7 separate regions of the Mus musculus genome follow, and regions 1, 2, 3, 4, 6 and 7 are each linked to region 5. A link is a contact called in public HiCAR-type and promoter capture Hi-C data. All regions are on one chromosome and are shown on one strand. The core of a region is the stretch at or near the end of the contact, and the rest is flanking DNA. Distances in the headings are between cores, read along the strand shown.

Region 1 (3,339 bases), core at 409-2,908, 2.2 Mb before region 5:
AAGGAAGCAATCAGGACACAGACAAGCACAGGGAAGACGGCATGAAGGACGGGAGGGCAAGCCAAGGAGTGCGGTCTCAGAAGAAGGCCACGGCATCTCCACGCGTGGGAGCTCACCCTTGCAGAGGTGTCGGGAAATTAACTCCTGTCATCAAAGTCAGTCAGTCTGTGGCACTTTGTAAGGACAGCCTGAGAAAATGAGGGCACCTCATTTAGGAACAGTTTTATTAGCTGGATGTGGGGCTAGTTTAGCAACTGTCTCTTCGTGGAGATCACAGAGTAAGATACGGGGCCTAGAAAGGCTGGAGAGAGCTGTATGTGGAAGGGGACAGTGCCTTCCCTCTTCTACCCGATGGCCCCTTCCTGTGCCCATTCTCAGCCAGCTCCTGGAATGCCCTAGAAGCGGACACTGGAGGGTCAGGGTTATAAACATCCATCAATTTCTGTGGTTTCAGAACCAGGATGCTTGCACAGGGTGGCAAACACAGAGACCATGCGTTTCGCAAAAGAGAAAAATCATATTTGAAGGCAGCTGAGCTGAGCATGGAAGGGGAGAAGCACAGTTAGATCCACTTCCTGGAGGGTGGGGTCTGGTGAGGATTTATGAGATAGGGAAGGGTGGCTGAGAGGACCATAATCGGTCCTCATGGCTCTTCGTGGGATGCATGTTCAGGACAGGTCAGTGTTAGAATGTTCTGAGGGCAGAAGTTTTGGTCTTCTGATGCCAAAAGGTCACCCACTAGTTACCTGCTCAGGTCCAGATGAGTCAATTTCAACAAAAGGCCATCAAGTTTCGGAGAAGCAAGCCAGACAACTGTTATCATCAAAGCCCACATGTTAGAGGTTTATGGCAGAGAGTGGAAGGCCAGGGCCCTGTCCACTGGGTGGCTTCTCACATGAGTGAGTTTTAAAAGTCAACCAGAAGTGGAGCTAGGAGGACGGTTCAGTGGGTAAAGTGCTTGCTAGGTGTGCATGGCCACCTGCAGCCATGCAATGGTGCTTATCTGTAACCCCAGCACTGGGGCAAGAGTCTAGAATATCCCTCTGACTTGCTGGCCTGCTGCGCTAGGTGACCTAGCGTGTTCCAGGTTCACTGTGAGGTCCTCTCTCATGAAATGAGGTGGAGAGCAATTAAGAAAGACACTAGATGTCAAACTCTGTCACACACACACACACACACACACACACACACACACGACTAAAATAAAACAAAAGTCTGATAAAAGCAAGTTATTAAAAGCAGATAAAGCTAGATTGACTATGTCTGTCTGTCTGTCTGTATGTCAGGTTTTGTGGTGGTGGTGGTAGGACCAAGCTGGTGGCTCATTTAGGATTAGCAGCTGCCCTATTATCAAAGTCCTTACATTTTGGACCCCTTTAAAAATATATGGAGTAGAGAGAAGGGGAGGGGGAGGGGAGAGAGAGGGAGGGATGGAGGAAGGAGAGAGAGAGAGAGAGAGAGATCCACCGCAAAATATGGCTTGTGGGACCGCTCAAAGCCGCAGAGGCTTACAATAGAGCTCAGGAATCTTGCCCTTTTTTCCAGTCCCACAGGCACACGTGGTCTCCGGAAGAGCCTATGGGGTGTGCGTGAATGAGTCCCGTAAGAATAGAAGTTTCAGGGCTGGGCTAGGAATGAGAATGAGAAGCCTGAGCCAAGGAACAGACACAGGAGCCAAGTGGCAAGGCAGTTCTGAGCCTTGTCACTGTGGCTGGCTACTAGCCAATCTGGAGGAGCCTCGTCCTGTCTGAGTAACTGAGCTTCCTCGGGAGGGAGGAAACAGTTAATGTCTCAGGGCAGCTGCAATCTGCTAGGCGTGGCTCTCTGGTTTGACTTGGGCTACTCAGATCCTGAGCCAAGGGACCGCGAGGAAGGACGCCTTAGTCCTTAGTCCGCAGAGCCTCCACCAGATGGCTGAATTGGATCTGATTGCCCCGGGGCCTCTGACCGGGGTCACTGCTCACCCTTTGGCCCCTCTCGGCCCAGACCCTGTGTCAGCTATCCCAGCAGAAAAAGAAGATGCGGACCCTCTCAGCAAGTCAGGTGAGGAAACCCAGGAGCAGGGTCATGACCCCGCAGAGGTCGGGGCTCCTGGTGAAGAGGATCAGATCTTGTGTGACTTCTGTCTTGGGGCCAGCAGAGTAAGGGCAGTGAAATCCTGTCTGACCTGCATGGTGAACTACTGTGAGGAGCACCTGCGGCCACACCAGGAGAACAGCAAACTGCACAGCCACCAGCTAACCGAACCCGCAAAGGACCAGGATCTACGCACCTGCCCTGCCCACCACAGCCCTTTGGTTTCCTTCTGCCACACGCACCAGCAGTGTATCTGCCAGGAATGCGGGGAGGGTGAACACAGAGGCGACAGTACTGTCTCCCTGGATGCAGCCCGCAGGAACAAAGAGGTGAGTAGTGGGGTCTGTCGCCTGGGAGGGACCAGTGGGAGGAGGTGTCCCCAGGGAGAGGTCACACATGCTGCATTTGTGGCTCTGTTGATGCCAGTTTGTTCCGAGTCAACAGAGGAGAACTTTAGCGGTAGTGCCTGGGTGTTGGTTCGCTGTAAGTATCTATAGCCGCTGGCTTTGGAAACAAAAGTGGGTCACTGTCCCCATCTCAGTGTCCCTGTTGCTGTGCGGTCTCTATTGTCTCTGCCAGGCATAGGAATTTCCTGCTGTTTCTAGTTAGAGTTTAGTAATGTGCATTTGGGTGTGTGCTGTAGAAGGTTAGCCTCAGGAGTGTGGTATTTCCCTCTGGCAGGATCTGTGAGGCATATATCAACCCATGAAAACCTTGGCAGAAGTCCAAGGGAAAAGAAGAAACCTCAGACTTCATTTCTCCTTTTCTTCCTTCCTCTCTTTCTTAACTTCTTTCTTTCTTTCTTTCTTTCTTTCTTTCTTTCTTTCTTTCTTTCTTTCTTTCTTTCTTTCTTTCTTCCTTCCTTCCTTCCTTCCTTCCTTCCTTCCTTCCTTCCTTTCTTTTTTTTTGAATCGCAAAACCACAAAAGAAGCTAACACAAAATGCTGCATTCAAGTAAAACAAAACAAAACAAAACAAAAACTGCCAAGATAACAGAATTTGAAACGCACACGGAAGTTAATGCCAAGGGCGACTTAACTTACTGGAGAATAAAGGTTCCTTACGGGATAGGCTGGCAGGAGCACCTGAGAAACACTGTGCTCGAAGTCTGAAATTTTACTTTTATCAGATAAAAAAGTCATTTCTGAAGCACTGCTTGCCTTTATCTGGAAGCCAAGATCCTGGATGAGACATTGGGGGTGGACCCCCGCAGCTTTCCCACTTTGAGTTTCTCCCACTTTGAGTTTCCCCAGTAGGAAGTAA
Region 2 (3,347 bases), core at 224-2,723, 2.1 Mb before region 5:
AACCATTCCTGCCCCACCTTAACCGCCTCCCGCCTTCCTTAAGCTTCTGGAAGCTGCCAGCAGATGGCGCTAGCCCACCTGATTTTTCCTTGTGTGGCCTTGGGAGTCAGACAGGGAGGTAGGTGGGGGAGAGGCCTGAAGTCAGAAGAACGCTGAGCCCAGGCCAAGATTTCTTCTGGCATCTGGAATGCATTAAAAACAACCCACAGAGCTGAATATAATTCTCCTTCGAAGAGAGTGGGGTGGGGAGAGAAGAAGAAGGAGGGAGGGAGAGAGGAAGACAGGAAAACAGAGCGGGGAGGGGAAGAGGGTTGAAAATGGCAGCGACAGGCAGAGAAGCCCGTGGGTCATCCTGGAGACGTGTGCCTCATCTCACTTGTCCATGACAGCTGCCAGCATTTCTGCTCTGGGTGAACAGGGCGACATGGTTGAGAGGAGGAAGCAAGCGACAACCAGAGGGTTCTGATAGGATGGTGGGAAGGGATTCCCAGCCTTCTCCAGCAGGCTCCTCCTCACTGGCTTGGCGGTATCTGCTCTTGAGGGCGCCTCCTCTGCACGCAGCCCTATCGGCTTAGAGCACAGCATACCCGTGCTTATGGAGGCTGTGAGCAGGTTGAATTCCAGGGACCGATCGGCCTTCTCTGCCACTAACCCTCACTCCTCCAACTTCCAATTCAATTTCCTTTTCTCCTGGGCCTTGACGGAAATAGTTTTTAATGGTTGCTCAACCGTGCCACCTAGTGCTTAGCAGATTCTGTGTGAAGAGCAAGCAAAAGACAGTGGGGACATACCATCTGGGAAGGAGGCAGCTAGCTGACTGTCAGTGGGGACCAGTCTTGGGTTTGCAGACCGGTTCTTCTTTTTACTCCTGATACCAAAGGACAAAGACACCCATTCCGCTAAGCTGGGAGAGAGCTGGGCCGGGTTGTGTCTGTCCACTGGGAGGCCATGCCGAGGTACTGAAGAGACCGTGCAGAGAGCTACCAGACAGAACTACCAGGCTGGGCTAAGCTGCCTCTGGGTGTCCTTTGTCCTTCACGGGAGCAGGTGTTGGGAGTCTGATTCTTGGTAAGCGGTATTGGGAGGTGATGTGGAAACTTTAGGTTCTACCTAGTGAGAAGGCTGCCACCGTGTGGTTTGTCCACCAGTACCATAGCACCCACCAGGAAGCCTATACTAGATGCTACCATCTTGTCATTGAACTTGTGAAACCTTGAACTAAAGAAATCTTTTTCCATAATAAGGTATGCAATCATGGGTGTTTCGTTTTAGCCACGGACAATTAACTACTAGTACAACCACCCTGTCAGACTGTCTAATTTCCATGAATTTAATCAAGGACATGGGCCACCAGGAATGGTGCTTTCACATACAACAGCTACCAGCAGGGTCTTAGAATCCTCCTGGCAGGGCTTGCTGAGTGACACAGCTGAGCCCCCAGCCTAACCTTGGAGCCCACTGCCATCTTCTTGCCCTTGTAATCCTACCAGCTGCCCTCCTGGCTCTTCCTGCTCCGGGCTTGCTGTCAGCCCCCTCATGCCATGCCACCCTCAGCCCCACCTCTCCTCTCCTCCTGCTCAGCCTCATGTAGACGTCTACAAAGAGCTGGCAGTGCTTCATGTTCATGTTCATTCTGGGGTCAACTCAAAGTAGTGACTGGCACCACGGACTGGAGCCAGTGTGAGAGGTCAGATCTTGTCCACTGCTGGGTAATTTGAGCCCGTTGTGTAAGCTGTCATAGCCTCAGTTTCCTCATAGGAAAAATGGGATGATGATAGCAGCTATGCCATTGGGTTGTTTTGAGGGCTGAGTTGACACATTTAAGTTGCTTACCCGGGACAAACACTTGATAATGGTTGCTGTTGTTAATAGCTCCCCTTTTCTCAAATCTGGTTGTCTTTAAGGAGTTCTGCTTTATGGGAAAGGGAATGTGGGTGGCTGTGTTAGTCTGTGCCTGGTCCTCTAGACTGATAGTTTCCAAACAGCAAAGTAGGTTTGGAAACATGTAACTACTCTCTTAGGATATATGAGGGAGCAGGGGACTTAACTTTCTGTGGCAGAGTTAACTGTCTATTCCCCAAACCCCATGACCTTTTCCCTCTTAGACACAAGCTAAACTACATTTCCTAGCCTCCCTTGTGAGACTTCATTCTGTGCAACTTAATCAGAGCCTCTGTGATACCAGAGTGCTGCTCGCTGTCCAGTCCTCAAGGCTGGCTTCGTCTCCATCTTTCATTTGATTGAAGAGGACACCAAAGTTCTGGGAGAGATGAGACAGAAGGGTCCCCTGTTCAGAGGGATGAGAGAAGCAACTCCAAGCAAAGAAAGACAAACTTTACCCCGTTAAGCCCATAAAATGTATCTTAGGATCATTTTATACTAAGCCAACGTGTTAAAATAAATTTTGCGATGTTATCTGTTAATTTTTCTGTCTTAGGGTGTTCAAGTTTTAATATGTATCGAAAGATGAAGAAGTTCACATTTACAAGTCAATGCTCAACATTTTAATAACGTATGAACATCTGGGGTCTCCTCTCTGTGGTATTTGAGTGACTTAAGCCCTCCTGCAGGCAGGTGCACACACAATTGGTGACCTTTGGAAACACTCTGCCATCTTTTCATTTCTCTGTGTGACCTACTGTCACCTGGAGAAAGCTCAGGGAAGATGATCAAGAAGTCAAGTGAAACAGTTTGCCGAGGGTCTTAAGTGGGTTGGAGGAATAGCTTAGCATGTCCTGTAGGACAGTAGAGTAAGTATGGCTGACAGCAGTTAATTTCACAATAACACAGGGGATTTTGAATGTTCGTGATGCAAAGAAATGATAGCTTTTTAGGGTGGTGGCCTGTGCCAACCGCCCCCACTAACCATTATATACCAATATCACGATGTCACGCTAGATCCCATTAAAACGTAATTATACTAGCAATGGAGGAAAGCAGACTGGGAATTAGAACACTAAAGAGTTTTATCTCTGATTCTAACTTGGTAACTACAGGCAGGGGATGTTTCCAAGTCCTGGGTGTCCAAGTCCTTGTCTTCAGAATGTGGTTTCTCTGCTGGATGGGTCTACAAGCACTTCTTATCTCTAATGTTCCACGGACTCTGTCGACGTCTGGTTTCAAGTGGGTGTGAGCTTCCTTTGGGACTAAGAGTTGAACAGCTTTAAAGCATCCACAGTGAAGCCCTTGCTCTGCCCTGCTTCTGGCTAAGCTGCCCCATGGAGACATTTCCTAGTTGCTCTCTGGGAACTTGCATCTGCATGGGCAACTTAAGACTGGATCTGAGATGGCCTGTTTTCTCCCATTGAGAGGGATCCATGGGTCCTCAGAACTCCAACTTCTTGTAG
Region 3 (3,396 bases), core at 29-2,528, 2.1 Mb after region 5:
AAAATGGTTTATGTTGGGGAAAGACTATCTTCCGATTCCACTCTGCCTTTTTGAAGAGTCCTCAATAGGAAAGAACATACAGAGGATGTTTAATAATGGTCCCTATGGCCGGGCGGTGGTGGTGCATGCCTTTAATCCCAGTACTTGGGAGGCAGAGGCAGGCAGATTTCTGAGTTCGAGGTCAGCCTGGTCTACAAAGTGAGTTCCAGGACAGCCAGGGATACACAGAGAAACCCTGTCTCGAAAAAAATAATGGTCCCTATGAAGACTTTGGTCCTGCTTTCTCCCTTCTTCCCTTACCAGTGTATGGGTAGGCTGTAAGAGGACAGTCCATATTCTCAAATGGGATGTATTGGCATGAAGTTCTCTATTAAATGAACAACCATGACCCCATACAACTCAGACCCTCACCACAAAGACTGGACCAGGAAAGAGAGGAATGGAAATGGACAAAAATGTCAACTGTACCTTAATTCTCTTGTTAAGGTTTAATTTTCCAGTCCTGATTTAGAAATGACAGCATCTGTTAGGCGATACCCATCCCCCCTTTCTCTTCAGGCCACTACCGTTCCCCTCGCCCCCTATCTAGGCTGGCAGCTGGCCTTTCCTAATTGGTAATATGTCTTGATAACCACAGGCCCCTAAGCAGCTGTCACTGTGAACATGGGCTGGTGGCATAGCTCCCTGTCATTTACTTGCTTGTTGGTCCTGCTAGTGCTTAAGAAAGGATTAAGTAAATAATTATAGTAATGAGACAGAAAGTAATGAGGGGAAGGAGAGAGATGGAGAAGGAGAAAAAAAAAACTATAATCCAACTGCACAAGTTTTACAGAGTTTGGCTCATAACCGTGAGGGGACTTCAACAAGTTCAATTCTACTTTATCTTCGATGAGCTTTCTAAGCAAATAGCACAACTGTGTGTCCCCTGTTCCCAAGTGGTAGTGGCTTCAGCTGATTTCAGGGTGGGATGGCCTGCAGGATGGAGCCAGGTAGGGGCTCCTAAAGCAAAGGAGATCCCATTGTGCTAGGTGGAGAAGCTACAGCCCTGAGTTCACAGAGCAAGGCATCTCAAATTCCCAGCTTTCTACAGTTGGAAAAAATGGTTTCGGACCCTGCTCATTTCTATATATACTTTTCCCTTGGCAACGGCGAAAAATACGTGTGGAGGGGGCCAGTTCTCAGCCTGTGGTGTCAGTCATTCTCTTTCCAAATATAGAGGAAGAATGAGCCCAGGGGGTTAGTGGTGGCCTATAAAAGCCCAGGGGGCAGCTCTCCTCTATGCTTCTCTCTGTCACAGTCAGAGGTAAGTCTTACACTTTCCTAGTATCTCTGTGGCATTTACTGCTTCTAGACCTGATTCGGCCACTGCCCTGGACTGTGGCCCTCCCTGGCTTTGTTATAGCAGGCAAGCCTCTTTTCTCTTCTCAAGGCGTTCTCAAGGAATACAGTAGAGTGAGATGCGAGACCCAAGAGCCCAGCATCCCACTGCCTCTAGCAGATCATCGAAGCTGGGGTCCTGCCCACCCTTTCTTTTCTCTGCTTGGGAAGGATCCTGTTGGACAGGCATGGGCCTGTCCACCATGGCTCCATGTTCTCCTGTTGCCTCTCTGATCCACAGAATGAACAGGGGACTCTGTGTTTCCTACCTGGACGCTATACCTGCTGGGTGTTTAGTGGCCTCAAGACTACATGTTTGCTTAACAGGTTTAAATTAGCCAATCTCAGCATCGTCTCCATTTTCAGATAACCAGGAGGCCTGTCCCCACCCGCTAACAGAAGCTTTTATTGGCAGGGACTCAGTCCATTTAGAATCCCTGCCCTGTTCACAATGAAGGATCTTGCAGTCTGAAGAAATTGTCAGAGTGGGCTGGAGGAGCCAACCTGCCAGGCAGTTGGTAGTTATGCCTAGCTGTAGACTATGATCTGTCTGCAGTCCTAGGGCTTGCCTCAGAGCTAAGGATCTTTCTGACTGTCTAGTCCTTTGTGTGTCTTAGTTGAGCCTCACCAAGGTCTGGTTCGTCACAGAAGCAGACATCACGGTGGCCACTAAACTCTGTGTGCATGCTCTTGCAGGTCCCATACGTCCACAACTGCTGCTGCTCTCTGCTGTCCTGCAGGTGTGACTCAGGTGAGCATTGGGGCCACATCCCAGAGCTTCAGGAAGTCTTCAGGTAAACCCAGATCACCCATTGCCCCCTCATGCCTGTGCCCCCGAGGAGTTACAGAGCTTAACGGAGAAGTGCAGGCTTCATCCTCAGGGGTGCGGCTAGAGGTTCCCATCTATTCTCTATGGTGGTTTGTTGTTCCTTTGTTTTTTGAGACAGGATCTCACTGTGTAGCCCCAGATGGCATTGAACTCTCTAGGTAGACCAGGCTGGCTTCAGACTCACAGAGATCCACCTGTCGCAGCCTCCGAAGTTCTGGGACTAAAGGCATAGACCACCATGCCTGGCCTTCAGTCTATTCTTAGCATGGGAGGCAGAAACCATGTCGATTCAAAACAGTTCAAAGCTGTCTCTGCCATTTTCTGCTTAGTATTCTCTCTTTAAGGAATTCTTTTACCTTTTTTTTTTCATGGAATGCCTTTACTTCTTTTTTTTTTTTCATGGTATTTAATTTTGAATGTTCTGTTTGCTCTACCCGTGCTTCTCAGAAAAGGAAGACATAGTGTCAAAAGTGGCATTTCAAAGGCCCCTTCACCAGGCTGAAAGAATGGAGATGCTTGGAGTAAATAGATTCTGTCTAAGCCCGTGGCATTCATTAGCAACTCAACAAATATGAGCGGATTATATTCCCAGTGCTGAACCCTTGTGTGAAGCGCCACTGGGCATGGAGCAGGCCAGACCTCCTTGACCCCGTCTGAGAGGCTTCCATTCATTGCAGGGTGGCAGGTTGATACTAGGATGGGCAGGAGGCTGCCAGCTGCCAGCCCAGGGAGCAGCTGGGCTGACCCGTGGTTTGTTTTGCAGCCGACACCATGAGTAGCGACACCGAGATGGAAGTGTTTGGCATAGCTGCACCTTTCCTCCGCAAGTCGGAAAAGGAGAGGATCGAAGCTCAGAACCAGCCCTTTGATGCCAAAACCTACTGCTTTGTGGTTGACTCAAAGGAAGAATATGTCAAGGGGAAAATTAAGAGTAGCCAGGATGGGAAAGTCACTGTGGAGACAGAAGACAGCAGGGTAAGGCACTTGCTCTTTCTCTTTCTCAGCACTGACCCAAGCTCCTCACTCACAGGGCTTTGCATAAGCATATACCCCTCCTCCACTCATTTCAGGAGCCAGAGCCTGGGTCTGGAATTCAGCATCTGAAACAATGCAGGCATCCCAGACGCTAGGAGAAAGCAAAATGCCCTAGCCTCTGTCGAAGGATGAGAGATGGGCCCCCTAGTGGCTGG
Region 4 (3,204 bases), core at 621-3,120, 2.1 Mb before region 5:
GGCCTGGACTGGGAGATTTTTCTTGATTGATGATTGATGTGGGAGGGCCAGTCTCACCATGGGTGGGGCTACCTCTGGGCAGGTGGTCCTGGGTTCTATAAGAAAGCAAGATGAGCCAGGCCTTGGTGGTGCACAGCACTTGGGAGGCAGAGGCAGGCAGATCTCTGAGTTCAAGGCCAGCCTGGTTTGCAAAGAGAGTTCACATTGTCTCAAAAATCAGAACAAAACACAACAAAAAGAAAAGAGAAGAAAGAAAAAGAGAGAGGGAGTGAGAGAGAGAGAAAGTAAGCAGGCTGAGCAAGTCACAAGGAACAAGCTGTTGCGGTAATTTCTAACCCCGATAAGCCTGTATAAAAGACATATAACCCAGTTATATTGATAAGCTATATGCCTAGATTGGGCAGATCTATCACTATACTAACTTATTCTCTAGTTATGAGACCCCTTGCTGCTTGCAGCTTCTCCGGGCCATGTGCTTCTGCTCCATATTGGCTTCCACCTCCTCCTCCTCTGTCTTCTCTCCTCCTCCTTCCTCTGAAACCTCCTGTCCCACCTTTCCCTTGCACTGCCCAATCATAGGCTCTAGCCTTTATTTGACCAGTTAGAATGGGGAAAAGGTCCAGTGAGATCAACAGAGTCCTTGTCAGGGGCAGGGTGGGGACAACAACTCTCGAGGAAGCAGGATTAACATCAAAATACAAACATCACCAGGGCAATCCACACCAGCAGGCTAGTAAGCAATGCTCCTCCATGGCTTCCACACCAGTTCCTGCCTCCAGGTTCCTGCCCCAACTTCCTTTAATGCTAAGCTGAGATGTGGAAGTGTGAGCATCACAAGACCTCTCCTTCCCTAGTTGCTTCGGGTCGTGGTGTTTAGCACAACAATAGAAACAGGAGCTAAGACAGTTATTGCTGAATTTTTTCTTACTTAGCCTTATTTATTAAAGGAATACACATTATCTAGGGGTTGATATTACCTTGTAGCTTTTGCCATCCTCTGGGGTCTTAGAACACATCTTCGATGAATAAATGGAGAATCTAGCAGTGGTGACAGTGACAACAGAGAGACAGTGTGTAGTGAGGGCTTACACTGCCCTAACTTACACTGTGCTATGATACGCAGTCTTTTTGGCGTTGTGTGCACAGTGTCTCAGTTCCCACCCATCCTAAGTACTGTGTGTACAGCGTCTCACTTCATCCTCTGTGAAGCAGAAAGCATCCCCATCTCCACTTTCAGACAAGGAAACTGAAGAACATTAAACAACCTGCTGGTGTTCGTAGAGCAATGGGCAGCTGGGCTGGGGCCCAGACTCAGAAGCCATACCCCAGACTTCACAGTCTTCATTACAAAGCTATGGTGAGACCTTCTGCTACATGGGTAGGCAGCTGACTGTGTCTACACAACAAGTCAACTCCCAACATATCCTCAGGACAACTGAAAATTCTGCACCAGAGAGTGGTTCCCTGTGGATTCACAGCTAGCCCTGAATAATTAAATAATTTACATTATTGTTAAGACAGGTGCTTTTACTGTGGCGATAACCAGAGACTGAATATAATATGCAGGGCACTGGAATAGACTCTAACAGCCACAAATGTAAGAAGATTACACCTAAGCTGTATTTATGAATATTTAAAAGTCCTTAATAACAGCAACTGAAAGATGCTAACATTTTTTTTAAATGGGCCATGTTATGTTTTACATTTGGTTAAAAGAATAGCTGCTATAGAAATAAGATGACCAGCTCTTCCAGAATATACAGCAACTGTCTCTACTTTTGTGGTGCCAGGGTTAGGAGATTTACGGTAAAGCCATGTTTCTAAGGAAGTCAGTACAAAAAGCCAGACTTCTACAGGCAGTTTCTGGGTCAGATCAGTTTACCATCCATCGCAGTGCCTTACGGTTTCTCCAGATGTTCATCCCGAAGAGGCTCCAAAAAGGCTATTTCTCTGCTTACCCTGTCCCTCTGGTGTTTGGTGGGGTTGCTAACGGGCAAGGTTTAAATGAACTGAATGTCATCTCAGAGTCATGGAAAACAGGGAACCAAAACTCAAGCAGGCCCCCTATTTTCGTTGTGAAAAGGGACCCAACTGGGTCCCCGTGTGCCAGAAGTGTGAAGCCTGTGTCTTAGCATGGAAGATCTTTGCCACCAAAGAGTGGTTCCGGAGGGTCAACGACATATCCCAGAGGAGATTTCTAGTCAGCATCTTGGGGCAGTTAAATAGCCTGTATTTGTTACAGTATTTCCAGAATATCCTAGAGACCACCCAGGGGAAGGACTTCATCTACAACAGGTCTCGGATCAAACTCAGTAGGAAGGGGGGGAAGGAGGAGGAGGTTGTAAAGTCCTCCTTGAACCAGATGTTGGATAAAACGGTGGAACGGAAGATGAAGGAGATCCTCTACTGGTTTGGCAACAGCACCCACCGAACTAAGGCAAATTATACTCTCTTGCTGCTGCAGATGTGCGACTCAAATTTACTGCTCACTGCTGCCAATGTGATCAGAGTCCTGTTCATGAAAGAGTGGAACAGTATTTCAGGTGAGAGCAGAGGGCCCCAGAGACCAGACACAGGCTTGGAAGGGGGCATAGGTGCAGACAGACAGGCTTGGAAAGGCAGAGGCTGCCCAGAGGGCTGGTATGGGACTGTGAACCTTATCCTGACATCCTATCACTTACCAAAGGAGGAGCTGCTGAGTGGTACTTCATTCTAGAAAACTGTCCACTGAGAAAAGCAGAAGGAAGGACAGAGCTTTCACCCCGGCACTGAACAGTATCCTGCCTGCCTTGGGCCCAGATCACTGCAAACGGGTGTCACTTCTTCCTTGCACTAGGGTAGGAGGGATGTGACAGGGAAGCTGTGTTTTGTTTCTTAACTGCCATGGGCAGAAACCAGGCCAAACAACAAAACTTACAGCTTTAAAAAAGTCTTATCTTACCATGCCGCTTGCTTAAGCATGAAACCAAATCTTAGTAAGATACTTTAAGAGGCCAAATGTGGCTAAAAGTCCAAAATTGCCCAGGGTACTAGTTTATAAGCAATAGTTTGCACCTGAGTCTCCAAACAGATTAGATTAACAAAAAAAAAAAAAAACCAGACTGTGGTCCTCTGCCAAAGCCTGGCCTAGCAGCTGGTCTGAGACCATGTCAAGCTGTCTGTTTCTGGCTATATAGACAGACATTGCTGGACCCAGCGGGGAAC
Region 5 (2,918 bases), core at 208-2,707:
GAGTCACCATGTAGGTGCTGGCAACAGAAACTCCGACCTCTCAAAAATAGTGATCTTGAACTATGATCGATCCATTTGGTCTCAGCATTAAAAAAAAAAAAAAGTGTGTGTGTCTTCCTGCCCATCCACCCAAGTTGGGAAAGGGTCTCATGTAGCCCCAGGTTCACCTCCAACTCACTATCTTGATTGTCCAGCTCCAGCCTCAGAGCCACCTGACAGTCCAGCCTCAGACATCTGACAGTCTCCCTGAATACTTGTTTAAATACATTTCCTGCAGGTGGCAACATTTTCTTCTCCATAAATTTCTATTATTTATTCTGCGTATCTCTTTAGTGCCACTCAAAGCACCGACCATCAAAGGGCCTTTAGCCAACCAAGCATGCCAAATACGACTCTGGCAGGCCTTGGCTTCACCGCCATACCCTCCATCTTGCTAAAAATCATTAGATTACATCCATAAAGCTAGACACCAAGGTCTATTCCCTTATTTGACCATTTTCTCCTCTTGAGGCTGACCACTAAGGTCCAGCTAACAAAGCACTGAAGTCCAGCCCCTTGAAAAGCCCCCTTTGGCTTATGTAATTAATATACACAATCAAAACAAACCAACTTATCCTAACATCGGATTTTTTTTTTAACCTTTATGAACTGTTATTTGCCTATGGGTCGGTCTCCTCCCTATCCAGAGGCAGCCCTTCGTGTTTCGGGTGCAAATACTCCTCTCTCCTCTCTCTTGACCCTTTTCTCTTCGTCCTAGTCTCTATCTTCTTTCTTTGTCTCTTATTCACTGCCTTTTGTCTCTCTGGGGAAAATAAATCTCCTTTGTTCTGAGAACTTGGTCTTGGGGTGTCCTAAGTCGACTTTCGAGGTCCCCACAGCCATGTTAATTCTAAATATCTCCCAAAGATAAGCACTGTTAAACTATTTCCGTCTTGAAGTAAGGAATGCAAGGCAGAGAGGACCGGCTCATAACAGCAATAAGACGCAACACTACGAAGTTTACTTAGTCTTTTCATCTCTATTCTCACGCCAAAACAAAGAATATCATCTGAAATGTGTTCTTATGGTGGAAATCAAATTAGCCAGATCTATCTCCCATGAGATCGTCACCATCATCATAAGCAAGAACAATGCAAACTTGGAATACTTTTGTCGAAGGGCAGAGCTCCTGACAGAAGACGATGAACCTGAAAAAGACTCAGTCCTTTCCCAGTAATGCCTTTCGAGTACTTGCACTCTCAGAAGTCCCGCTTCCGCCAAGTGACAGTAACCGGAAAACGTCAACAGGGAAAGCCGGAACCGGTGAGGGGGGCGGGGCCTCCGGCGACGCTCTAGCTTTCGCTTACTCTACGTCCACCTTGATTGACAGACTCCGAGCTCCAAGGCTCGTTACGATTGGATGCGGAGCTTTGGATGGGCGGGCAGCTAGCGCGGCGGCGCGCTGATTGGTCAGTTCCGCCATGCGGTGGAGGGGCGGTGCTTGTGGCGGCGTGAGGGGTCTGGCTGCCTTGTCAGCCTGGTGTGGTCGGGTGCATGTGGGCGCTCCGCTCACTGTTGCGTCCCCTTGGCCTGCGCACCATGTCGCAGGGTTCGGCTCGTCGGCCGCGGCCATCCAAAGACCCACTGCGACACCTGCGTACGCGGGAGAAGCGCGGCCCGGGTCCCGGGGGCCCGAACACCGTGTACCTGCAGGTGGTGGCGGCGGGCGGCCGGGACGCGGGGGCTGCTCTCTATGTCTTCTCGGAATACAACAGGTCAGAGTGGGCCGACAGCCCTGGGGGATTGGCCCCAGCGCCACGTGCTCGGGAGGCCTCCTGTCCAATCCTGTATATATCCCTTACCTCCCTTAGTCAGCATGGCTTTCAGGTATCCGGGCAAAACTTCCCGTGCCCCGACTCTCACCATCACCATCCCAAAGCGGGGGCCTCACCGTGAGTGTGTGGGCTAGACCGGTTTCATAAGTCGATGGGGAAAGACATCACTCCCCATTGATCTATACCAAACTACACTCTTCCGTCACTAACCAAAGAGGGCTCAAAACCTACTAGGCAGTATGAGAACCCTGTCATTTATGTCGCTGTATCTACAGTAAAGCATTTTACAGAGTATACTTGTAAGTACAGTAATGTTCCTCCTGTAGGTACCTTTTTAACTGCGGAGAAGGCGTCCAACGACTTATGCAGGAACACAAGTGAGTCAACTCCTGGCTTCTGGGGTGGAGATGATTATGGGCTTGAAAGCTGAGGTGAGAGGCAGATGAGACTTCTCAGCAGACACGGTCTCTGGTCGTCTTTGTTTCATCTGGCTGAAATGTATGTTTTTTTCTTAGACTGAAAGTCGCTCGCTTGGACAACATCTTTCTGACTCGGATGCATTGGTCAAATGTTGGGGGGTTGTGTGGTGAGTATGTGTTTGGAGGTCAGGGGCCGGTGGGAAGTTTCTGGGGGCTTAACATGGCTTGCAGCTCATTTGTTCATCTTCCTAGCCCAGGGGAGATAGAATTCCTGGTACACTAGCTTAGTCAGCTTGAGTAGGGGGTGTGAAAACCTAGACTCGGAAAAGTAGGCCTTGATATGGTTACAACCTCCACCTGGACCACAGATTTAACAACAGAGTGCTGTGGTGGGTGCTGATCAGACTCTGCAGCTGGATTCAGACACATACTGTCATCCAGACTGTGTGGCTGCCAGATTTTGAAAGCATAGTAGTATGGGCAGAGGAGAGAATGAGGTAGTGGACTGTGCCCTCCTCCCCCTTGCATAGCAGACCCTGCTCTGATGCATGGTTAGATCAATGCTAACATTATTTTCTCTTTATGTATTGTATAGTTGCTTATACCCTAGAACAGGGACACGTAGGTAAATAACTAGTATAGCCAGAAGCACCCCACCACCATGCACACACACACACACACACAC
Region 6 (3,106 bases), core at 601-3,100, 2.2 Mb before region 5:
TATGTGTGCTGCTTCCCTTAGAGAAATGCAAGTTTTAAGAAGTATATACTATATGACCCTTAAGTTAGCTTTCCACATGACCAAATACAGAAATTAGCAGAGTTGGGAAAGAAGAGAAATGTGACTTACCTGCCTGTAGAGAGACAAGAAATACTAGATGGAGAAGAGAGATACTATGAGTAAGCAGAAAATATTTTCTACTGAGTCCACTAGTTTCTTAGAATTAGAACTCAGGTCTCTAGATGGGCTCTGTGGACAACGAAATGCCACATCAAAAAGGGAGTGCATCTGTGCTCTGAGACCCAAGGTGGAATTGATCTCAGTAACCCATAGAGACTCACCTGGGATCTGACAGTGAGTCTCAGAGCAGCCACGTCTCCTTCTGCACTCTTCTCGTGGGAAAGGAGAGAATCCGGGGAAGACAGAGCTAAAGGGAAGAAAGCGGTAGGGACTGGGTCTGGACCTGGCTCTCTACTCAGTATAATCTAAACCCCTCCACCACACCAAATGCACTCCCTGTTAACAAGGAATCCAAAACAAACTGCTACTTTCCGGTACTGTAAAATATGCTCAGGCACGTTGCTCCACTAGGCTTGAATTTAGTTGCTCTACTCATGACGTATCCCCTCAAACTCTCTGGTCTACAAACTAGAATAAGTAAATTTCCACTATAATCTACCTAAAGTAGACTCAGTGTTTTGTTTTGTTTTGTTTTGTTTTTTTAAAATCCCTTTAAAGCTTCCTTAAGGCGGAGATTGCTAGATCTCACCTCCAAATTCTGATTGGTTGAGTTTGAGGTGACATCTAGCAACCTGAAAAGGACCCCTGGAGGGAATTTTGGCATAGTAAGTCACCGAGGGGAGTTTAAGATACACAGGTCTCCTAGTGCTGAAGCCAGCCCCTACCTTCCGTGCCTGTGAAGCAGGTCGTGAGCGATCTGTGTTGAAACAGCACACACGTTAACTATGGATAAAGTGGGATAACGTATGGAAAAATATTTTTTTGTCAACTACAAAGTTGAATTCTTGGATCCACGATGGAAACCAGGATGGGGCAATAATTTGGAAGAACTTGTGACTACATTGTGACAATGTCCGCACTGGTGGGACCATTGTGCAGCACACTTAAGTGGAATGGGGACTGACCCATAGTAAGCCCTGCAACGTCTCAGAGCTCACCTATCCTCAAGATAGCGTTGACAAGTCGCCATCTTTTCCCAAGAACCACTTAACCCACGACAACGGTGGGTTTCCCCTTCAAAAGGAAGATTTCCACTCTCCCATGATGCACACCAACCCCTGGGCAATTCTACCTCTTTTCTGAGGCACTTCGGCCAAACCCGTCTCCATGATCACCACCTCTTCCATGCCCCTAAGGTCCTGCTCTTCTCGCGCAGTCAGCAGTCCACGGAGCCTCGAAGGACTTCTTCCCTCTTGGGCTCTGTAGAGAGTGTCGCTCAGATCACGTGGGACCTGGAAACCAGGGAAAGCATCCTGAATCTGAGTCCTCACCTGTCTGTTTCTGGCTCCTGGAGCTGTCCCCTAGGGGACTGAGTGCCTGAGAGGTAGAGGGCACAGACAACCCCTCCAGCTCCGTCCAGCTCTCCAGTATGCACCGGGGTCCTAGATGGCCCGTGGGGCGGGGAGGGAAGGGGACGAAGCTCAAGAACTACAAACTCCAGTCCTCCCTGGCAGAGAGCAACTACTGGACCACCGCCGAGGTAAAGCGAGGACCGCAGCATCCTACCAAGAAACTCACCTCCCATCCCAGGCCTGACAAAGGCTACGAACTTCTCCGCTTAGCTCTGAGTCGCGCATGCGTGACATTTTGCTGGGCAAATCCAGGAACTACAACTCCCAGAAGCACCTGCGCGCTGCCCGACCCCCTGTTTCTTGGCAGGTTGGGACCACGAGTGGCTCAGCGGCACAGCGGGATCTCTCCCTCTCGCGAGAGAAAAAGGTGCATCGTGCGTGGAATCCCGCAGTAACGGAAGGTTGGGACGTGGGAGACAAAGTCTCTCTCTCTCTGCACCTTTGTTTGCACAATTACATCTATGTAGCTTCAGCCCAAATTTCTTTACTGTTGGCATGTGTATATGGCTTTTAGCCATGGTTTGGCCTTCCCTAAAACCATCCTTTGACTTCAAACTATATGAAAGCTGTAGTTTTAGAGCAGGATCCATGTAGTACTCTCATCTATCCCAATGGACTTGTATTTCATCTATTTTGCAATCGTAAAAACGTATATGAGCAGAGCTGACAATATTGAGCCAGTTTCCACACACTTGAGCAGTAAGTTCTTTGCAAGGAAAAAAAAAGTTCATTTGTCGAAAAAGTTGGACTCTCAAGGGCCTGTGGTTAAGTTAAACCTACTTTAAAGTCACTTTTGCCAAACAGCCCCATCTCAGTGCGTGCATTTACTCTAGTGCACCATTTGCATATGCCAAAACCAGAATACACTCAACTTTTGATTCTCACCATCTAATCACCAGATCCTGTTCATTTCTCAGTTTCTACTCTGCTCTGGACCCTCTTCCACGGCTGTCATTGATCCTACACTCCCTGTCTCGTCCACCGCTTCTCCCTCTGTGACCATCATAATCTCTCCATATGAAGACATCCCATTTCCTCTACTTCCTTCATCCCCACTGGGTTCCTACTGGAGGTCCCATTGTGCTCCAGACTCATTAGATCCATTGGGAGAAAGAGACTCAGAGGGAGGCAATGGTCCTTGGTAATCTATGTCTTCTTTTCCCACTTCAGATCTGTACAGCTGCAAAACCTCCAATTCCTTTTCTCTGAAAAACTTCAAACTCTGACTTTTCCTCTAGAATCTGTCTGCTGTTCCTTTGGTCTCACTTGGGATGATTGTCAACAACTCCTTACAACTCTGTTTACTTCAGTGTAACATGAACAAGGAAAGTATTAGGGCAAAGAAGGCTGTTTGTCCTTGGCTGCTGGTACAGGTGGAAGTGGAGAAGCTTCAAATTTTTGAAGAAGCCTTCCCATGCAAATGTGCTGAGTGGGACCCTGATAAATTCACCAGCTCTCAAGACTTAGGCCCTTTTCACAGCTATTTATGTCTGGGATTTGGGGTTCAGTTTGAA
Region 7 (3,253 bases), core at 405-2,904, 2.1 Mb after region 5:
AGAGGAAGGAATCAGTCTCAGAGGGAAAATGAGGAAGACATGAGAAGGAAAGGGAAGGCCCAGAGTCTGGTTGGAGTCTCTTGCCACCTGAGAATCAAAAATTTCCCTGATATTAATAATGTCTGCTATGAAGGTTGCCTACAAAGAAATGGCATTCCCTTTATGTAGATTTCAAATAAGAATGTTAAAATAGCAATAAACTATACTTAAGGGCCTAAGCACATATCACCTTGGAGTATGGTCCTATTCCTTTCCTAGACGTAAAGCTACAGTTTTCTGGAAATTTTACAAACAAAGACTATAAACTTTATTTGCACTAAACATGTCCCAAGGCCCTTGTGTAACCCTACCCAAGGTACCCCTGGAGCCAGCCTATAATCTATTACCCAGAAAAATGAGATTAAAAGAAAAAAGTTGTTTGACGATCTTTTAAGATGTACCTTCAGAAGCCACCCAAATTATATATACTGTTATAAAAACATTAAAGTGTGACTCCTGAAAAGCCCATGCTTTTGGGTGTGTACTCTCCTCCTAAGCATCTCTCTATTCATCTATGCTCTTCAATTTGTGTTAAAATCTTTTCATAAACTTCAACAATGATTTGTTTTATAAAAAAACAAAAAACAAAAACTTCTAGTAACTTTGAGTATAAATTTCATGAGATTGCTGATCAACCTGGCCGAGGCAAAACAAGAATCACTGAACTATATTACTTACGGTGTTAGAGAGCAGCCCGATAGATCAAAAAAGCCAAGCACGGAGAAGAACAGTATCATGCTCCAATGCAACAATCCCTGAAGCAATGCTGGGATCCCCTTGGAGTTTAAAAAAAAAAAAAGTGCTTTAATTAAAGGACGGATGTTGTTATACACAACACCACAGGGCGGGGTGGGGAGAGAGGGGCAAAGGTGAGAAAACAATGAGGTGGAGATCATTTGCTCAGCGCGTGCACTGCAAATAATAAACAAACAAAACGAATACGACTTAAAATTTCTCAAGGAACAACAACAAGAAAGTGTAGCTGTAGCCAACTAAGCAGTCCCAAATGAGGAAACCTTCAACACAGTTTAAAATCTGAGACAGGTTGGGTAGGTGGGAGACCTTTTAAAGAAATGAGCCACGGAGACTAAAAGAAGGATGGGTATGACGCAGCACACACCTTTGCAGTGCCTTCCTTATTAGCAGGCGGCTTGTATTACAGTTAGAAGCGCTGCCACTTTGGTCTTAAGTCATCTTACTATCCTAGACACTCAAAGTCTTATTTATTATTTCTTCCAAGTCATGGGTTATTATGGTTATTTCAAAAGTTATGGGATGACTTCTAATTTGGGGTCCGAGACCTCGCAGTTCCACCCGGCCGGTTTTTAGACCGGGCAGTAGGAAGGGATCCCCTAGTCCCTTGCAGCTGGGAGGAGCGAACCCGGCTAGAAGACCCAGGGCCACCTCGTCCCACTGCGATGTTTGTGTTTTCCAGCCGCCGCCAGGCCCAGGCCAGGATCCCAAGGAACCATCTCCCAAAGCTCGCCGCCCACAAGCAGCTCCACCCTTCTCCAATCCTGAGAACCACCTACCGCTATCAGCCGCCGGACCCGGGACTCCTCCACAACCAGAGGGCAAACAGCGTCACCAACGAGCCAAGAGGAAAGAGCGGCCTCCTTCGGCTTCCGGCAGAAGCGGAAGCTCGAGCGGAAATGGAGAGGTGGCCCAAAGGAGGCGCGGTCTCCTAAACTCATGGCAGCACTTGTACGCGCCGCAGTGGTGAGGTCGCAGTGTCGCCAGCTCTGGCGTCTGTTCCCTCGCGGCCATGGGCTCAGGGATGTGGCGGAGAGGCCGAGACCGGAGGAAGCGTGCTCCTGCCTGCGGAGCAGAGCCTTCAGCGCTGGGCCGCCACCGCCGGGGGCCGGTCCGGAGCCCAAGGGCGGTCAAGCCGGGTCTCACCGCCCGAAGCCTGGGGTGAGTGTCCGCATGGAGCCTTCTGGGCTCGGCGCTCTCTGCAGCTTTCCATCTCTGCACCCTGCAAGGTCACATCTCAGGAACTTCCTGGCGTGAAAGGGCCATGGAATCCCTTCCTTGCTTCCTGGTCAGCGATAGTTCCAACTTTGACAGAACTGTTTCCTGGTCCCAGCCTTTACAGAATTTGAGAACCTACTCTCCCTCCGCGCGGTTACAACTCGGGCTTTTGTTCCGGGGGGGGGGGGGGGGGAATCAGCTCTGGACTTTAAAGAGTACAGAGAAATAACACAATGTTAGTTTTCAGGAAGCCCCACTTTTAGGTTTCTTTTGATGTCATTTTGGAAGCCAGTTGGGTAACTTTCCCAGATGTATTTTTATCCTCAGTATCAGCATAAGCCGGTCATCAGTCACTTTTTTTGTTTGTTGAGATCAGGTGTCTTATATCTTAGATTGGCCTAGAACTCTATATGTAGCCAAGAATGACTGTTGAGCTTGATCCCCCTCCCAGGATGCTTAAGATTACAGGTGTGCATTGCCACACCCACTTTTATACAGTGCTTGGCGTGGAACCCATGGCCTTGGGACATGACAATCAAGCACTCAACCAATTAAGTGAGCTTCGCCCCCCCCCCCAGCCCTTAATTAGTTTGTAAATTAACTAGGGCATTTTTTTTTTCTTGGAAACGGGTGCTTTTGCAGTAGATTATAGCCATTACTTATCCCCAAATAACCTGAAGCATTCAGTGTATGCAACTGGTTTGTGTGTATGTACTTGCTGTGAAAATGAAGATAACAAATAGAGTTCTGTTAAGTGTTTGCATCTTACTTGTTTTATTGTTTGAATCTCTGCCCCAGTAGCCTGTTTCTTGGAAGTCTTTAGCTCTCACCTTTGCCATTGGAGGCTCTTTATTGGCTGGAATGAAGTACTTCAAGAAAGAAAAGATAGAAAGTAAGTGGTTACCCCCTGGAGTATTTTTTTTTTCTTTTTAATTATTGTACATGCGCGTGCATGCAGATGTGTGCACGCTACAGTGGGGGCCAGAGAACTATTTGGGAGTATTCTTCCATGGTGGGTTCCCAGGGTTGAGCTTGGGTAATCAGGCTTTTCTGTCAAGCACTTCTATCTACTTGGCTATTGGCCAACCCTGTCCTTAAACCTTTTGATTTAAAATAATTCAAGGATTTCCCTAGATACTGTTTTCCAGGTCAGAGGGCAGGGCAGGCAGGGGTCTGTGTGGGCCTGAAGAAATCTTGATTGTGGGATCTGAGAAGACTTCCTAGGGTTCAGGCATGTAGAGCG

Evidence for each region. Promoter capture Hi-C pulls out the DNA fragments that hold promoters and counts their contacts. HiCAR-type assays count read pairs that join an accessible place to other places. Capture Hi-C pulls out chosen DNA fragments and counts their contacts.
Region 1: a contact with region 5 is called in a HiCAR-type map of astrocytes, with 8 times the contacts expected there. The contact joins the promoter of Trim16 here to the promoter of Elac2 in region 5. A contact is called at or near these places in 9 of 39 promoter capture datasets (the 3T3-L1 cell line, 3T3-L1-derived adipocytes, cranial neural crest and 5 more), 4 of 115 datasets of contacts at active chromatin or transcription factors (astrocytes, differentiating embryonic stem cells, large pre-B cells and 1 more) and 1 of 9 other capture datasets (macrophages).
Region 2: a contact with region 5 is called in a promoter capture Hi-C map of 3T3-L1-derived adipocytes, with 11 times the contacts expected there. The contact joins the promoter of Tvp23bos here to the promoter of Elac2 in region 5. A contact is called at or near these places in 14 of 39 promoter capture datasets (the 3T3-L1 cell line, 3T3-L1-derived adipocytes, the HPC-7 cell line and 9 more), 1 of 15 datasets of contacts at CTCF or cohesin (stem cell-derived epiblast-like cells), 13 of 484 Hi-C or Micro-C datasets (B cells, adipose-derived mesenchymal stem cells, cerebellar granule neurons and 7 more) and 1 of 115 datasets of contacts at active chromatin or transcription factors (astrocytes).
Region 3: a contact with region 5 is called in a promoter capture Hi-C map of hematopoietic stem and progenitor cells, with 3 times the contacts expected there. The contact joins the promoter of Myh3 here to the promoter of Elac2 in region 5. A contact is called at or near these places in 3 of 39 promoter capture datasets (hematopoietic stem and progenitor cells, liver and pre-B cells) and 1 of 115 datasets of contacts at active chromatin or transcription factors (astrocytes).
Region 4: a contact with region 5 is called in a HiCAR-type map of astrocytes, with 10 times the contacts expected there. The contact joins the promoter of Fbxw10 here to the promoter of Elac2 in region 5. A contact is called at or near these places in 9 of 39 promoter capture datasets (the 3T3-L1 cell line, cranial neural crest, embryonic stem cells and 5 more) and 2 of 115 datasets of contacts at active chromatin or transcription factors (astrocytes and stem cell-derived neural progenitor cells).
Region 6: a contact with region 5 is called in a HiCAR-type map of astrocytes, with 8 times the contacts expected there. The contact joins the promoter of Zfp286 here to the promoter of Elac2 in region 5. A contact is called at or near these places in 8 of 39 promoter capture datasets (cranial neural crest, embryonic stem cells, frontonasal cranial neural crest and 4 more), 5 of 115 datasets of contacts at active chromatin or transcription factors (astrocytes, embryonic forebrain, forebrain and 2 more) and 1 of 9 other capture datasets (liver).
Region 7: a contact with region 5 is called in a promoter capture Hi-C map of liver, with 5 times the contacts expected there. The contact joins the promoter of Adprm here to the promoter of Elac2 in region 5. A contact is called at or near these places in 3 of 39 promoter capture datasets (hematopoietic stem and progenitor cells, liver and pre-B cells), 1 of 484 Hi-C or Micro-C datasets (the G1E-ER4 cell line), 2 of 115 datasets of contacts at active chromatin or transcription factors (astrocytes and large pre-B cells) and 2 of 9 other capture datasets (adipose tissue and liver).

What each region holds. Positions count from the first base shown.
Region 1 is chr11:62,818,595-62,821,933 of GRCm38.p6, forward strand. It overlaps Trim16 (tripartite motif-containing 16), which reads left to right and starts at 1,659. Exons shown (of 6, transcript NM_053169.2): 1 at 1,659-2,405. The coding sequence starts at 1,911.
Region 2 is chr11:62,921,158-62,924,504 of GRCm38.p6, forward strand. It overlaps Tvp23bos (a long non-coding RNA gene), which reads right to left and starts at 1,474. Exons shown (of 3, transcript XR_388723.3): 1 at 79-1,474.
Region 3 is chr11:67,077,022-67,080,417 of GRCm38.p6, forward strand. It overlaps Myh3 (myosin, heavy polypeptide 3, skeletal muscle, embryonic), which reads left to right and starts at 1,279. Exons shown (of 41, transcript NM_001099635.1): 1 at 1,279-1,303; 2 at 2,118-2,128; 3 at 2,970-3,181. The coding sequence starts at 2,978.
Region 4 is chr11:62,845,253-62,848,456 of GRCm38.p6, forward strand. Fbxw10 (F-box and WD-40 domain protein 10) reads left to right here and starts at 1,871. Exons shown (of 13, transcript NM_001033669.2): 1 at 1,871-2,543. The coding sequence starts at 2,030.
Region 5 is chr11:64,977,578-64,980,495 of GRCm38.p6, forward strand. Elac2 (elaC ribonuclease Z 2) reads left to right here and starts at 1,458. Exons shown (of 24, transcript NM_001362983.1): 1 at 1,458-1,754; 2 at 2,141-2,191; 3 at 2,330-2,400. The coding sequence starts at 1,534.
Region 6 is chr11:62,787,618-62,790,723 of GRCm38.p6, forward strand. Zfp286 (zinc finger protein 286) reads right to left here and starts at 1,851. Exons shown (of 6, transcript NM_138949.4): 1 at 1,759-1,851; 2 at 1,313-1,472; 3 at 342-427. The coding sequence starts at 1,367.
Region 7 is chr11:67,050,964-67,054,216 of GRCm38.p6, forward strand. It overlaps Adprm (ADP-ribose/CDP-alcohol diphosphatase, manganese dependent), which reads right to left and starts at 1,655. Exons shown (of 5, transcript NM_025510.3): 1 at 1,572-1,655; 2 at 718-815. It overlaps Sco1 (SCO1 cytochrome c oxidase assembly protein), which reads left to right and starts at 1,707. Exons shown (of 6, transcript NM_001040026.1): 1 at 1,707-1,953; 2 at 2,812-2,902. The coding sequence starts at 1,732.